Linked DNA regions of Sus scrofa: region 1 is linked to region 2. The links are chromatin contacts, called in public Hi-C maps. All regions are on one chromosome and are shown on one strand. The core of a region is the stretch at or near the end of the contact, and the rest is flanking DNA. Distances in the headings are between cores, read along the strand shown.

Region 1 (4,905 bases), core at 457-2,956, 97 kb before region 2:
CACCTCTTTATGACCTTTGTCACTTCTTTGGGAAACTTGAAGATGGGTAGTGGGCGGATGTGCCCATTTTCTGGGGTGGCTGTGGGGTTCAAAAAGGTCCCATTAGGTAAGGTATGGACCTCACGCCTTTTGACTTTGGAACTGTGGTCTCAGATATCTCCTCAGGGTTTGGGCTCAGGGGCCCAGGATGCCAGATCCGAGGGCTGTGCCTTGGTTCCCTGGAAGAGTAGTTTCGGGATTATAGGCTCCTGAATCCCTAGAACTTAAAGCACAATCTCCAAGGCAGGGCCTTTGGCATTTGGGGAATGTGGTAAATCCTGAAAGTGACCCCTCTGTCTCCCTAGTTCACAGACGAGGAGACGGAGGCCCAGACAGGGGAAGGAAGTTGGCCCAGGTCACCCAGCAAGTCAGTGGTAGAGGTAGGACTGTCCCTAAGTTCTCCCCCCCCAGAATCTCAGCGCCCCCCCCAGTCAGAAAAGGACCTCCGTTCCCCCCTCTCCTCCCTGCCTCCCCTCTCCCCCATCCTCTCTGCTCAGGATCACCCAAAGGCTTTAATTATTGTATAAAAGTGCCGCCTGCTGGCACTGAGATGTAAGTTCCCAGGCCTAGAGCAGCGGCTTCTGTCTGGGGGGTTCCAGGGCAGACTGAAGAGCAAGGCCAGGGTGGCAGCTCCCTCCCCTGGGGACTGTCGAGAGCCCGGCCCATGTGGTCTCTAACTCCCCGTCTCCCCTCTCATCTCCCCCAGGGCATCTCTTCCCAACCAGGCAACTCCCCCAGCGGCACAGTGGTGTGAAGCCGTGGATGTCGGGGAGGCGCTTACCCCACGCCCCCAGCCTCCTAGCTGTAACCCTCCCCGCTGACCTCATGGATCAACGTGTTAACAAGACTAACCATGACGGATGGACTGCTCCAGTCCCCCACTCTGCACAAATATGGGGGGCAAAGGGTCCCTCAGCCTGGCCCAGACACTGGGGGGAATGTAGTGACCCATGTGGCCTCAGCCTTGTCCCCACCCACTGCCAAGTACAATGACCCCTTCCTCTGAAACATCAGTGTTAGCCTCATCCCTGTCCCCAGCATGTGACTGGTCACTCCTGGGAGAGAAGCTCCCCATCCACGAGAGCCCCAGCTCTGCAGTGTGCCCCTCGGTCTGTGGGCAGGGCAGGGGGTGGCCTACTCCTCCCCTGGTCCCCGCCCCTGCTGTTGTTTGTGCTTTTGAAGAGTGTTAAATTATGGAAGCCCCTTGGGGGCACCCCCTCCCCCAGAACCTCTTATTTATACTAAAGTTCCCTGTTTTCACAGCGTCTCTGTTCCCTTCTGCAGAGGCGCGGAGGAAGTGTGTGTGTGCTTTCGCAGCAGTTCTAGAATCAACCCACTGTATCCAGAGGAAGAGCCTAGGCCCGGCCCCTCCTCCCCCCACCCCCTTTTGATGGCAGGAAACACTGAAGGCCAGAGGAGGGACACGCACCAGGCACTCGGCTGGTCCATTTGTCCCTGGCCACCCCCAGACAAGGCCCTTTGGATAGAGACAGGCGTCCCTGCCCCCCGTCCTCCCTTCAAAGTCGTCCTTAGCTTTAAAAGTTGGTGCCAAGTGTGCGAATGAGATAGCACGGGGGCCTACCCAGACAGGGTCCTTCAGACAGCTCCCGTGGTGCCCAGAGTGAGCGCGGCAGGCACCAGCCTTGGCCAAGCCCAGGTCTCCAGGGCCAGCCAGAGACCATGGTTCCCTTCGGGAAAACTGTCCACTCTGGAAGGGACAATGAAAATCCCTCCTGGCTGGCTCTCCGGAGCCTCAGGGACTGGTGTCTCCCCGCTCCGCCCTCCACCCCCCGAAATGTTTCTGTTTCTAATCCTAGCCTGGGCAGGAATGTGGCTGTGCGGCCAGAGTCCAAGGAGCTATTTTGGGGGCTCCTTTGCCTCCCCCAGGCTTTGTCCAGTTGATCACCCCTGGTCCTGGCTCCTGAGGGCCTCCCTTCCCGATTCTCTCACCACCCCTTCCCCACCTCCTGCCAAAAAAAAGTCAGCGTAAAGCAGAGGGCCTGAGGGCTAAATTTAAACCGTCCCAAAGTCTGAATCCCTGGCTGAGTCACCCGCAAAGCTGCCCTGGCCTCCTGCCTCCCTTCCCCAGGCCTCAACCCTTTTTCTTCCCTCCCAACTCCAGAGCTTGGGAGGGGTGTCACCAGATCACTCTGAGCCTCAATTGGTCCCCTCTGGGAAATGGGAGGGCTCATCCTTGGCATCTGTATGGTATTCCACTGGGCTCCGCCTTTTCTGGCGGAGGGGAGTTTGAGGGTTGAGATTCTCTAACCCCCCCCCCCATCTGACACTGAAGCATTCCGAGGGGCCTGGAAGGAGGGAGTTGGGGGGGCCTGGCTTGTGAGGGGTTAAGGCTGGGAGGCTAGAGGGGGCTGGACCAAGGGGTGGGGAGAAGGGGAGGAGGCCTTAGCAGCCAGCAGAGAGAAGTGGCCAGAGAGGCCCAGGGGACAGCCAGGGACAGGCAGACATGCGGCCAGGGCCCCAGGGTCTGGACGGGGCCTTCCAGGCCCCATGACAGGAGGACCTTGAGCCCCCCGCCCGGGGAGGGGGCCATGGTGCTGCCTGCCCGTCATGTCAGCCGAGGTGCGGCTGAGGCGGCTTCAGCAGCTGGTGCTGGACCCCGGCTTCCTGGGGCTGGAGCCCCTGCTTGACCTTCTCCTGGGTGTCCACCAGGAGTTGGGCGCCTCCGACCTGGCCCAGGAGAAGTATGTGGCCGACTTCTTGCAGTGGGGTGAGTGCTTACCTTTGTGGGAACCCCACGTTGAGGGCAGGAGGCAGGGCAGAGGGAGAAGGCGGGTCTGGGTGCAGGGACTGATTTTGGATGCAGGATGGGCATGGGGAAAGCCTCCCACTGAGGGGCCCAGCATCTGGGCCTGGGTCTTGGGGTGGCACATTTCTCCCCAGTGCCACCCTGGCCGGGCAGAGTGGGGTCACCAGAGGGCAGGCAGCCATGACTCAGAACCATGAGTTGGGAGCCATGGTAGGCTGGACTGGGCACAGTCTCTCCTGGTCCCCCAGCACCCCCTCCTTGAGCCGAGGCCTAGGGACAGATGGGGAACCCTGTTTCCTAGGACTCCCCCCCACCACCAAAATAGGCTCTATAGCCCTCCACCCTGGTTTCCCTGAGCGTAGGGGCAAGCAGAGGGGACAGCGCGGGGCAGCTGCCAGGGGTGTGGCCGGCCGGCAGGTGTTCGGCGCCAGCTTCTCCAGCTGTTCCAACAGGTGCCCAGGCCCTGGGAGGGTGCGGTGACTCAGGCAGGCCCTGGGGTGGGGGGCGGGGAACCAGCTCTACAGACAGGCACCACCCAGCACCTCCTCTACCCCCTGGTTGGAGGAGGAACAATTTAGGGTTCTTGTGGGTGGGCCCACCTTCTCTGTAGCTTCCATGCTGCCCCCTCCACCCAAGAGTCCCTTCTGGCCAAGTCTCCTCCTGGAGATAGGTCCACAGGGAAGTTGCTGCAGCCTCAGTCTCCTACCTTGTCTCCCCCCACCCCCTCCTGGGCCAGGACTCAGGCTCGCCCGGGTTTCTCTCCCTCCACTAGCCTGTCCCTCAGTGGCTTGCTCTTGGTCCTTAGGCACTGTGTCCCTGTCTCGTTTCTCCACCTTGGCCCGCTCCCTCTTTTCTTGGGTCCATCTCTTTCTGCCCAAGGCCCTGCTCCTCTTCCTCTTCCCATTTTGCAGATGGGAAGGTGGAGGCCAAGGGCGAGACTACTAGGCCTCTGGCAGAACCTTCTCCCCACACACCCCCAGCCCTTAGTAACTCTCTCAGCCCCCCTTCTGCAGAGGATGGAGTTGGACTGGCAGGACAACCCGAGACCTGAGGTGGGGGCTAGAGTCTAGCTCTCCTGTAAGGAGCACTCCTTTTGTGGCCCGAGCAGCGTCCTGCGGCCCCTCCCCTGCCAGGCCGCCTGGGCGGGGGAGGGGGCCTGGGTTCCCGCTGCCTTAAAAGGGCTCAATGTCTTGGCGCTCTCCTCCCTCCCCCATCCCGGGCCCTGGCTGCTGCCGCCCTGCTGGCCCACTCTCCTCGAACCCCCAACCCTCTCCGTAACCCACTGTCTCTTCCCTCGGCCCTGCTTGTACCCTTTGCTCCCTCCCTCCTTCCTCTGCAGCTCCCTGCTTCTCCCACCCACAGGAGTCCAGGCCTCCCTCTCCCCCAGCCCATCTCCTGCCTCCACCCTGCTTCCCCCTCCCAGACCACCCTCTGTAACATCGCTAGCCTAGGACCTTGGCAGAGGACTTCGCTGTCTGGGCTTTGGTTCCCCTGCTGTAGGTAGGGGTGATAGGAAAGCCTCCCCCTGCGGTCTAAAGCGCGGAGGTAACACTTGACCACTCCTGCAGCCCTGGAGCCGGGACTCCCATACCTTCTCCCAGCCCCGGTCTCACTCAGGGTTTCCCAAAGTGTGGCCCAAGAGCCACCTGCATCTGAGCTTGGAGGTGCTGGATTAAACTGCATGCTCTGGGCCACAGTCCAGGACAGACCGAGTGAGAGACCTGGGGGGTGGGCCGGGTCACCAGCAGTAGGGGCTTGAAACCCAGGAAACTAGGCCTCATTTCTTCTCTGTCCTTCAGGGCCTCCCTTTGGTGGACTTATTATCTCACCCTTCCATCCTACGCCCCCAAGAACCCCAGAAAGGGGTTCCCAGGCATCCCACCTCTCTCTGTTTGCGGGCAGTTCTGGGTTCCGCAGACCTCGTGTAACGTTTATGTGGAGACCTTAGGAGGCATACAGTCCAAAGGGGAGGGGCGGCGAGGGGAGACTGGGGACAGAGGGTGGGGCTGGCTCCTGCCTCCAGGGTCAGTCCCTATTATTCTCGGTTCTCATCTCCTGCTGCCCCCCCAGTGGATCCCATTGCGGCGAGGCTTAAGGAA
Region 2 (5,261 bases), core at 1,173-3,672:
CCACAGCATATGGAGGTTCCCAGGCTAGGGGTCAAATTGGAGCTACAGCTGCCAGCCTTCACCACAGCCACAGTCACAGCCAGAGCAAAACCAGATGCAAGCCACATCTGCGACCAACACCATAGCTCATGGCAACGCCAGATCCTTAACCCACTGAGCGAAGCCAGGGATCGAACCAGAAACTTCCTGGCTCCTAGTCGGATTCATTTCCGCTGCGCCATGACAGGAACTCCTGCATGTATCTTTTCGAATGAAAGTTTCGTCCATTTATACCCAGGAGTGGGACTGCTGGATCTTATGGTAGTTCAATATTTAGTTTTCTGAGAGACCTCCCTTGCTTTGTTTCTATCAGTAACAAAATTACCTGTGATCAGAGCATGATAGTGGCCCACATCTAATTTAGTCATCGCTTGGAACCCATTATTGATCTTACATAGTAGGTGTGCCCTGGGAAATGCATAGGGGCTGCTATCATTTCTGTGTGCCTACTGTGTGCCAGGTGCTGTACTCATGTGCGATTTACACCTGTGGCCTCCGTGGGGCTCATGGAGGATACAGTGACAAACGGCCAACATCTTCCCGCAGCCCTGGAGGTCCTCTTACCTCCCTGACGTCATCTATCTCCTGCTCTCCTCTTCCTCCACAGCTCCATCCTCACTGTTGTTCTCGTTGCCCCAGGAATATGCCAAAGTCACAGCTGCCTCTGGACCTTTGTACTTACTCTTCCCTCTGCCTGAAAAGCTACCTCCCACCTCCCGTCCATGTGTGATTCTTTCATGCTTGTCACTCACTTCTCAGCTCAAATGTCACTTCCTCAGTGACCCCGGTCTCCCTAAATTGCCTCATCCTCTCATCTTTCACCATATCACTCGCCTTATCTCTGTAATGCCAAGGGCTGAAATTATCTTACTGGCTCCGTGCCTATTTCTTCATCTGTAGAATGGTGATGAAAATAGGGCTTGTGGTGAAGACAACTAAGCGCTTGGCACATAGCAGTGCTCCATAAGTGTTAGCTGGTGTTATTTGTTTTGTCTGTTTTGGTTTACCATCTGTACCAACTGCAAGGTCCATGAGAGAATACTCTGGGGCTGACTTGCTACTGACACTCCAGGACCTAGAACAGAGTTTGGCACATACGAGGCACTCAGTAAACTTTTTTTTTTTTTTTTTTTTGTCTTTTTAGGGCTGCACCTGAGGCACATGGAAGTTCCCAGCTAGGGGGTCCAATGGGAGCCATGGCCGCAGGCCTATGCCACAGCCACAGCAAGGTCAGGTATGAGCCACATCTGTGACCTACACCACAGCATGTGGCAATGCTCCCACTGAGCGAGGCCAGGGATTGAACCTGCATCTTGATGGATACTAGTCTGGTTCTTAACCTGCTGAGCCACAACGGAACTCCCAGTAAACACTGTTAAACGATATGACCTCACACTTTCCGGATGTGGAAACAGGTTCAGGGTCACAACCAGAAAGTGGTGGAGTCAGGATTCAAACCCAGGTCAATCTGGTTTCAAAGCCCTGGGCTTCCAAGGTCTGCCTGTGTCAAAGGCAAGTCTTTTCTGCTTTGGGCTCCTGCCTATAAAGCACGGTCTGGGTCACTTCTAGGGGTTGAGCTTCAGTGGGGACTTGGGGAAGGTGGTCCAGTATTCTTTAAATCCATTGTCAGGTTTTGTACCCTCCCCTCTTCCTCCAGCTTCCGAGACTGCTCCGACTGACACCGCCAGCCGGCCAGGCATCACAGCTGTGCCTGCGTCAAAACCCGGACTGGATAATAAGGTTGTGGAAGATGAAGGCTGTAAGGGAGGAGCTAATGGTCTGGGGCTGCGGATAAAGAAGTGGAAGGAAAGGTTAAGGAGGGACTAAGAGACTTGGGGGGAGGGATCTAAACTCCAGGGGTCGAGCCAATTCTATCCGGAGGCCGGGTCAAGGCTGCTGGACTAAGTACCATCCTCCTGAGATGCTTAGGGGGCGGTGCCAAAGGCTCTGGGGGCGGGAATGGAACTTTAGCTCCCGGCGGGATTCTGGGGGTGGAGCTTAGCACCCCGGGGGCGGGTACAGATAGAATAAACAAGAGCTCTAAGAAATAGGCTTGAATAAGAGTTCCAGGGCGGAGCTAGTGGATATCTAGGTGGATTTGAGGCTTTAGGGTCGGGCTCTCGTCTTGCAAGGGGGATTTTTCGAAAATCCAGAAAAAGATGAGGGAGGTTTGGGCAAATATGGAAGTGTCTTCTCCCACCTTAGCTTCCTCTAAAAGCCAGGGGCTACGCTTCAGGCTGAAAAGCAGAGAAGGCCCTGCCCCTTCCAATCCTTCTGCATCCCTGTTGGCTGAGGGGCCTGCGCGACAGGTTCTCATTGGTCCTGAACAGGCGAGGAAGGGGTCTAGAGAGAATACGCGCCTGTTGTGGGCGGGACCAGACAGTACCGAGGGGGATCTCAGCTCAACCAATCCCGGCCTGAGGATTGTGTTGGGGGGCCTGGCAGGAGGTGTCCCGATCCCCCCTTTCTGGGCATCCTGGGGGATGACCCCGGTGCCAGGCCCGGCGCCGGCCGCCTGATGCCGCCGGGCGGGCAAAGCCCGGGATGCTGGAACGAAGGGCGTTGCTATGGCAACGGGAGGCAGGGCCTGGGGGGGAAGACCGGGCCCGAGCTGGGGCCGGGGGGGCCGGCAGTGGCTGTGGCGGGGTGATGGCGGAGCGCGGCCCGGCCTTCTGCGGCCTTTACGACACATCCTCGCTGCTTCAGTACTGCAACGGTGAGACCCCTCCTCAGTTCCAACCCTGGCCCCGCCCAGGGCTCGACCTATCGCCTCTTGCCCCAACCTTCTTCCAAATCCCCATCCTTGCCGCTTGCTGAAGATTCTCCTTTCTCCCCAGCAGGACCCTGACCCCAGAGCAAAGTCCCTGATCCCCAAAGCCCTGATCCCTGTCCTCCACGCTCTTTGGCCCTCCCCTTTTTCGGAGGTGGCTGAACCGGGAGAAGGGGCAGAACCTCCGGGAGACTGGGGTTGAAGGAGGAGAGGCCTGAAGGTCTGGAACTCTGCCCTCCCTATCCCCTCTCATTGCTCTGGGACCCTCCCCCTTCTCCCTGGCAGAGGGACACATTAGGGGGAGAGTGGCATTTAGTGTTGGCTTGTGGGCTGGGTGTGGGACCAGGAAGGATGACCAGAGGACTTTGCCTCTGCTATAGCCCCCAAATCCTCAGGCCCCGCCCATCCCACCCATTAGGACTCACCCCTTCTCCCTAACAAATGGGTGTGATGCAAGAAGGGCCACTGTGGGTGTCAGGCCCATGTGAGGGGAGCTGGAGGCAGAGGGGAGGAGGGACGGGAGGAGAAGTGGGAAGTGGGGGCCGGATTCTGGGCAAAAGGGCTGGGAATGGTCAGGAGGGAGCTGAGGACCTGAGTCAATGTGGGTGGGGGGTGGGCAGGCCAAGGCCTCAGAATGCGGCTGGCTCTCTGGATGGGTGCTGAAGGGCCAAGGAGAAAGCTTCTCTATTTCACTCAGGGGGTCCCTGAGAAGAGCTGTCTTGCATTTGCAGGCTTATTCCCCTGGGTACGCACCCCAGTGTCAGGGACCACTGGAGTTAGCAGAGGACCGGAATGCTCATTTTGTCCTCCTCTGCCCTCTCATGGGCAGGCTAACAGGTGCCTAAGCCTGGGTCAGGTACATGTTTTACTGCTGAAAGGCTGTGTGTCCATGCACCAGTAATTTCATCTCTCTGGGCCTCAGTCCCCTTCCAACTTCTCTCCTCCTAAAATGGGTAAAACACCACAGCTACTAGAGTTACTGGGTGTCCTGGGTACCATAGTAGCAGTTAATTATATTCCAGATTTACTGAGCACATAGAAGAGCCAGGTAAGGTGTTAAACGTTTTGCAAGAAGAGCGCCTGCCACATGTAAGCTCCCTATATCAGATCTCACTTTGGGGTAGTATTATTAATAGTAGCTAAGAGGGGTCTTGGCACATCGACGTGATTGTACCCTCCTGTACTTCACCTCGTGGCTGTGTGACCTCTGGGGAGTCTCTACGCACTCCCCCAACCTCCGATTCAGTTTCCTTTTTCGCAACAGTACCCTGAGATTACTCCTCTTATAAGTTCCGAGTCCTGATGTCTGGCTCTCTCCCTCGGATCCCCAGAGGCCCCCACCTTCTAATGCAGGTCCAGGCACCGGACCAGAGAGGCACTGTGTGGGGGGCAGGGCAGGCAGGGCCGGGCAGACGATTGGGCCGCGGGGTGAGGGGGAGGGACAGACGGCTGCACTGCGGAGCCCAGCGGCAGGGCGGGGCGGCCTACGGACACGGGATGGCAGGTGCCTCCATGCCCTGTTCCCGTTAATGCTACCACCTTTACTTCCCATCAACTCGGAGCCAGGTCTTCCTCAGTTACTGCCAGCAATGAGTCTGGGTATGCGTGGTCTGGGAAAGGTGGGGACCACCCTGGTCCTCTGCTCCTCCCACTTCGGGAAAATGTGCGGGGGGGTGGGGGGCGCGAGGCGGCGGGAGATGGAGGAGGAGTTATTTGGCTACACCCCAGGCCTGGAAACAGGGGCGTGGGGTACAGAAGCTAAATAAATTAGGGAAAATAAGGAAGGGAAACAGGGGGAAAGCTCCGTTTGGGGGAGAGAGTTTGAGTGTCAGATCTCCGGGGTTATCTTCCTTCCATGGGTCTCGGGTCTTTGATGTGCTGCCTGCACCTCGCAAATCTGCCGCCAGGGGCCGCTGAAACCCTGTCCTTGTAGCAGGCTCCAGGGTCGAACACTTTATAAAAATTGTTATTATTTGTCTTTTTGCGCCGTACTAACGGCATATGGAAGTTCCCAGGCTAGGAGTCGAATGCAGGCCTACCCCCGCAGCCACAGCAACGCTGGATCGGAGCCGCGTCTTTAATCTACACCACAGCTCATGGCAACGCGGGATCCTTAACCAACCGAGCCAGGCCAGGGATGGAACCCGCGTCCTCATGGATACTAGTCGTGTTCCGTACCTCTGAGCCACGACGACCAGAACTCCTGGGGGCCAAACACTTTAGTGAGGAGAGCATAGGAAGGGGAGGGAACAGGTAGGACCCTTTTGGCTTGGAAAGTTTTTGATATGGAGAAGGAACGTTAGTATCTGCGATAAAATATTGCCATCCGTCAAAGAATATTGGGGAGCAATTCGAGAATGTTAGTCACTACAAAATGTCGTCAGGAAAAAAGTTGGTGTCATCCTTAAAATGTTGCTAATCACTCATATGTATTCATCATCTTAGTCATACA

What was found. Hi-C and Micro-C count contacts between places; a contact is called where the count stands out from the background.
Region 1: a contact with region 2 is called in a Hi-C map of embryonic fibroblasts, with 1.7 times the contacts expected there. The contact joins the promoter of DMPK here to the promoter of EML2 in region 2. A contact is called at or near these places in 3 of 5 promoter capture datasets (fetal liver, fetal skeletal muscle and liver), 16 of 47 Hi-C or Micro-C datasets (alveolar macrophages, brain, embryonic fibroblasts and 10 more) and 1 of 2 datasets of contacts at active chromatin or transcription factors (skeletal muscle).

The regions. Positions count from the first base shown.
Region 1 is chr6:52,107,623-52,112,527 of Sscrofa11.1, reverse strand. It overlaps DMPK (myotonin-protein kinase), which reads left to right and starts at 1,706. Exons shown (of 14, transcript XR_002344695.1): 1 at 1,706-2,767; 2 at 4,877-4,905. DMWD (dystrophia myotonica WD repeat-containing protein) reads left to right here. Exons shown (of 6, transcript XM_021094582.1): 5 at 345-419; 6 at 746-1,303. The coding sequence ends at 793. LOC110261014 (a long non-coding RNA gene) reads right to left here and starts at 1,749. Exons shown (of 2, transcript XR_002344699.1): 1 at 1,622-1,749; 2 at 1-79.
Region 2 is chr6:52,010,554-52,015,814 of Sscrofa11.1, reverse strand. EML2 (echinoderm microtubule-associated protein-like 2) reads left to right here and starts at 2,422. Exons shown (of 22, transcript XM_021094571.1): 1 at 2,422-2,755. The coding sequence starts at 2,584.